2 separate regions of the Gossypium hirsutum genome follow, and region 2 is linked to region 1. The links are chromatin contacts, called in public Hi-C maps. All regions are on one chromosome and are shown on one strand. Each heading gives the region's core, a stretch centred on a gene start, on an enhancer-like site or on the middle of the called end of the contact. The rest is flanking DNA. Distances are from core to core; before and after follow the strand shown.

Region 1 (3,058 bases), core at 138-2,637:
TAAAGATTCCGAATTCATTATTAAATAAGCTTTTAGCAAATTGATGGATTTGATAAATGATTATGAATGTTATATTTTTAAATAGTTTACTACTCAACTTAAAAACTTAATTCAAATCCAAATCCTAAAATTCCCAAACGCTATCTTAGGGAATTTATAAATCACCAATAATATATGTTCGATCAACTCAATACAAAGTACAATGGATAGAAACTCAGTAAATATCTTAACTAAGACCTACATATAATAAAATTTAAACCTAAAATTATTTAAGGGATAACTCACACATAACATCTGCGTATGACAAGATTTTAACATGTGTTAAAATTATAAATTCTTGTATATATTATTATATGTATAATTATATGCATAATTATTCAAAGTTAGTTAAAAATGACAAATTGAGTGATCCCAATAAGAATCTTAACGGTCAGCAATCTTTCATTATCATCTTTCTTTAAATATAATAGTCTTAGAGATCCCGAAAGGGAAAAAAAATTGCTCTTCAATCCCTAATTCTCGGCTAAAAATTTCCAGTTGAGGCCAAACATTACAAAAATACTCGTGATTAAATTAATACTTACAACTATTTTTTAAAATTTGAAATAAAATAAAAAATGAGATAAAAGTTGGAATTTAATTTGATTTTGGATAAAATTAAATGTAATAACTGGTGCATCGATGTTATATTTTACTTTAATAAAATAAACATTAATACAATAAAACAATTAAATATTTTATTTTATTTTATTTTATTTTAAGATGGCAAATTAAATAGTCTTCAAATAGAATGATAAATAGTATTCAATTCGATTAACCATAACATTTAAAATTGAAAATTATCCCATCTTTAATGGTAAAGTTGGCGCGGGTTAAAATTGATTAGTGTTGCCGGTTGAGTCTTAACTCGATTGACATTGATATTTTTGCCAATGGAGGAGAACGTGGGTTCGAATGCGTTGAAGTGCATTATCTTCCTATTTATGGATTGGAGAGAGGCTATGGGTAGTTCTAGTGTTATCTTAAAAAGAACCGATATTAATTAAAAAAATTAATTAGTGTTAGTTTCATAATTGGATCCTTATTTTTTGCAATTCTTTTTTTTTTCAGATTAATGTTTATATTGTAAGAAAAAAAATTAAATATAGCAGAATAATTTAATGGGTTATTTGAACTGGACTAAATTGAATGGTTTTTATAAAAAAATATTTTTATAAATTTTCAATAATTTATTTAATTAAATTATAAAAATAAAAAATTAATTAGATAAAAACAAGGGTTATAAGTAGAGTAGAAGAACAAAAGCATTGAACCGTAACTTATTGTTAAACTGTACGGCCACAAACAAAAACAAATAAAACGACATAAACCGATACGAAAAACGGGAAACATGAGAAAACCAGCAGGCTATATGACTACAACACCACCAATGGTGGGAAAGTACTAGAGAGAGTCCAGTTTGTTTAGTAAAATTTATAGTATTTTTGGAATTCGAAGCTTTGCTTAGCTGTAATGGGCGGGATTGCCGGTGGTCAAACCAGAAATTGAATCAGCGCCGGAGAGGGAGAGCCAGCTCTGTTGTTCAACCCCTTAATTACTGAACCACCCCTTCACTCTTCTTTCCATTGGTTCAAAACCCATTATTATTAAGCCTTCCTTTTTCATTATATTTACCTTTTATGGGTTTTTACCCTCTGTTCTTTTTGCTCTTCAAAGATCCACTCTTTGCTTTTTGGTCTGTTTAGAATAAGAAAAAAGGGTAAGATAAAAAAAGGTCAACACTTTTTAAGTTTTTGACCAGCCTTCTCCCTCTCACTCTCTAGAATTAAGTATGATTAATTTAAGAGTTTTTCGATTTCAAATTTCATTTTAAAAATCTCTTGCTTTTTTTCTTGGTCAGCTTAAGAAACTGAAGGATTTAGAGAGAGAAAAGGAAGTAGTAGGTAGAAAGAGAAAAAGTAAAGGCAAAGAAGAACAGAAGTTGATACAGATTGGTTACCAACAATTTTGAAGAAATTAGAAGTGAAGAAATTTCTGGGTTGTTTTCTTAGTGGGGGGGGGGCGTTGAGAATGTTGGGGTGATTGGGGGTAGTGTCAATGAGCCATGGTGGATCAGCGTAGCATAAGAGTGGCTTTGTTATATCTCTTGTTGTTGCTGTTATTTGAGTCTACATTTGAGCAACAAGTGCAGCAGCAGCGGCTGAGTTCAGGCGTCGAGTTTACAGCTTTGTTTGAACTCAGATCCTCTTTGGGGCTCAGAAGCAGAGATTGGCCTAGAAAAGTTGATCCTTGTTCGAGTTGGAACGGTATAAGATGCGAAAATGGTAGTGTTATTGGGATTAACATTTCTGGGTTTAGAAGAACAAGGGTGGGTAAACAAAACCCACAGTTTGCTGTCAATTCTCTTGTAAATTTCACACATTTGGTGTCTTTTAATGCCTCAAGGTTCATGCTCCCTGGTTCTATCCCTGATTGGTTTGGTCAAAGGCTGTCCTCACTGCAAGTGTTGGATCTCAGGTCTTGTAATGTCACTGGTGTTTTACCTTCGAGTATGGGCAATTTGACAAACTTAACTAGTTTATATTTGTCGGATAATAGGCTCACTGGCCAAATTCCATTCACTCTGGGTCAATTGTTAAGCCTTTTAGTTCTTGATCTTTCCAAGAATTCGCTTACTGGATCTATTCCATCATCATTTGGTTCACTAAGGAATTTAACAAGTCTTGACATTTCTTCCAACAGTTTAAGGGGGTCAATTCCCCCTGGCCTTGGGGCCCTTTCCAAGCTTCAAACTCTGAATCTCTCAGTCAATGGTCTAACGTCTTCGATACCTTCACAGCTTGGCGACCTTGATAGCTTGGTGGACCTTGATCTCAGCAGCAATGGTTTGTCAGGGTCGGTTCCACAAGATCTTAGAAGGCTAAGGAATTTGCAGAGAATAGTTTTGGGGAACAATGGTCTTAGTGGGTCCCTTCCGGTCAATTTGTTCCCTGCACCAAGCCAGTTGCATGTTGTTGTTCTGAGAAACAATAGGTTCATTGGTAACCTTCCTCAAGTA
Region 2 (2,997 bases), core at 307-2,806, 260 kb before region 1:
TGAAATGCTCATATGAATGCTTCACATCATCAACAACCCATTTCTTGTATGCTATGCATCAATAATCAGGGAGCACCGACATCTACTCTATGCATCCCTACACCACTTAAATAACTGAGAATCCAATACACAGTCAAGGCGCCCATAAACGGCTGCCTGGATGTTAACTTGAACTATGTTTCTGGCAGCCTCTCAAATCAGATCTGCTGGGCTTCTGTTGTGGCCGAAAAGAAACACTCTAATTTCACTGAAACTTGAGAAATTTGACCCCAAAAAACTGAAACTTCAAGAAGCAGAGAAATGATTCCTTATTATGTCTTTGCAAATGTCATTGCTGTTAATGACGATGGTAATGGCTACATCGATCAACTTTATTCCTGTTTTCAATCAACAATGCAAAGCCTATGTTGTTATTACCCTCATAATTCGGGTTGATCCACGGCTTCAGTGGAGTCTTATCATTTGACCGTATCATCCTTTTCCTTCTTGCATCTGCTCCTCTCGACTCTGCTTGGTTTCCCTCATCCTTCAGTACCGATCTTGGGATATTGTGGGGTGCTTGAATTCAACCCTTGCATTTCTATAAGCTTCTACATCTTATATGTTATTGGGTACAGAAAAAAGTCAAACGTCAAAAAAGTCAAACGTCTAGTGTCACGAGCTAGATTTTTTTGTCTCACGACCCGTATAGCCTTAAGCGATCTGTTCATTTTAAATTTGTCTAAATCAACCTAACCACAACAAATGAGGATTACTTTAGAATTCTTCCAATACACCAATTTGTATAGCGGAAGCAATTGTGTCAAAAGAAGCTATAAAAGAACAACAAAGAGACAAAAAAAATGTACTTTGACTAAATGCTTTCAATATTTTCTTATTCACAAAAGAATAAAGAAACAACAATATCATTAAATCGGGACGAGATTAGTGTATCCCTCAAATCATGAGACTTATAAGATACACCTTTATAAGATATGATTCCTATCAATATTTTAAGATTAGTTTTCATATTTACCAAGATAGCCTATATTATCGTATCTTCATCATTGGACCACCTAAGCTTCAATCTGAGAGACTTTTTTAACAGTTTATTGAATCGAATCAATTATTATGAGCCAAATAATCTCCATCTAAATAATAGGCCTCTATTAGATGCATTTGATACCATGATCACGGACTTTGAACTGCAATCCATGACATTAGAGCCTTGATGCTCACATATTGGTATGAACCATGGTCTGATCATTATCAAAAAGAGTTCCGTGACCCAATCTTTGTCTCATCATAAGCACTGTAATTTCATTTAAAAAACCAAAGAAAAGAATGATTAACTTTCGCTGCCATTCTAACTTTCAAATATTGGGCGGTATAATAAATAATTGAGAAAAACTCTTGATGCTATGAAAGGGTTGGGACAGCTTTTTCAAATTTCAGTCCCAGTCGCACGTAAATCTTAAAAAATAAATTGCGTAATTCTCTGGATTCAAGTTTAAATTATAACAAAATATGATGGTGTTTTCTTTAAAATAAAAATTGGATTGAAACTTATTATCCTATCACTGAATAGTACCATATTTATTTAAAACACCGGCAGTGACAGAATGATTACCCAATTACAGTACCAGCAATGTCCTTAATCGGGTACTGTTTACCTACCACCGACAGATTCGTCGTTTCCCTGCTCTCTCATCACCTCCTCTCAATAAAGAAAAATCCCCTGGCTCTACCTCCCCTTCAATCAACTCCCATAATTTCCTTTATGCCCTCGTTTCATTGAGACAAGTCCCCAACCAATTCCTTTCTCTCTCTAAATTCGCCGTCGTTTACTCCGCGAGTTTCTTTTTATTTGTTTACTTTCATCCAAAATTCTAATTCTTTTTTTTTTTTACTTTACTTGTTAACCATAGTCTCCGAGATGAGTTAAAATTCTGGTCAGACACATTTATGACCGTCGGATCTACCTCGTGACCCGTGACGTAGAAACACATCAATTACTAATTTTTCTCAAAAGAGAAAGACGCAGTAAGTTGTTCATTTTCTCTCACTTCTTTTATTTATTCATTTATTTTTTGTGATAAAATTAAAATAAGAAGCAAATTTTTAACCACCTAAAATTTTGGGCTCTTTACTTACCTTGTTCTTGCTTCTTGATCGTAATGTTCGTTTTGGTACGGTTCGTGCGTGTACACTGATGCCATTTTCACACTATTTAGACCTAAAGCCAGTAATTCGGATCACCGGCGGCCAAGCCTTGATTCTTCGAGACGGAGTATAGATGTCGGGGCCACTCGATCGATTCGCTCGGCCTTGTGAGTTTAACTTCGTTCGTTTCTTCATCTTGTTATTCTAGGGTTCTACTGTTGCTACAGTCTGGTTGCTGAGAAAATTTTGGTATTGCAGATAATGGAAGAGAAATTAAAGACTCGATTTTACTAAAGAATAAATGAATTCGATTCTTGTTTAGGTTGTCAGATATAACATTGGAGATTATAGACATTATTTTCATTTTATTTATTTTTTTGACTTCTTATTTTGTTATTTTTTGCCATGATTTGTAGCTTCTTTAGATTTTCTTTTCAGAAATATAGGTAAAAATGAGGGGAAAAAATGATTCTCACTTCATCTTTTATTTCTTCTTTATCTAAACACTACATGTTTTTAACTGTAATGCTTTGATATATGTCATGAGACAGGCTTTGAGGGGTTTTATGGTAGTGATGAGAGGAGAGAGAGGAAATCTGATTTCGAGAACTCAGAGGATGAAAGGCGCACAAGAATTGGATCCTTGAAAAAGAAAGCAATAAGTGCATCTGCTAGATTTAAGCATTCTCTTAAAAAGAAGAGTAATAGAAGGAAAAGTGATGGCCGTGTCAGCTCTGTATCCATTGAGGATGTTCGCAATGCTGAAGAGCTACGGGCTGTTGATCAATTTCGACAAGCATTAATCATGGAAGAACTGCTTCCAGAAAAACACGACGACTATCACATGATGTTGAG

Evidence for each region. Hi-C and Micro-C count contacts between places; a contact is called where the count stands out from the background.
Region 2: a contact with region 1 is called in a Hi-C map of leaf, with 2.8 times the contacts expected there. The contact joins the promoter of LOC107945024 here to the promoter of LOC107953431 in region 1. A contact is called at or near these places in 2 of 34 Hi-C or Micro-C datasets (callus and leaf).

What each region holds. Positions count from the first base shown.
Region 1 is chrD12:3,720,490-3,723,547 of Gossypium_hirsutum_v2.1, reverse strand. LOC107953431 (probable LRR receptor-like serine/threonine-protein kinase At2g16250) reads left to right here and starts at 1,387. Exons shown (of 5, transcript XM_016888741.2): 1 at 1,387-1,759; 2 at 1,901-3,058. The coding sequence starts at 2,105.
Region 2 is chrD12:3,981,322-3,984,318 of Gossypium_hirsutum_v2.1, reverse strand. LOC107945024 (phosphatidylinositol/phosphatidylcholine transfer protein SFH6) reads left to right here and starts at 1,556. Exons shown (of 14, transcript XM_041108257.1): 1 at 1,556-2,022; 2 at 2,214-2,309; 3 at 2,694-2,997. The coding sequence starts at 2,276.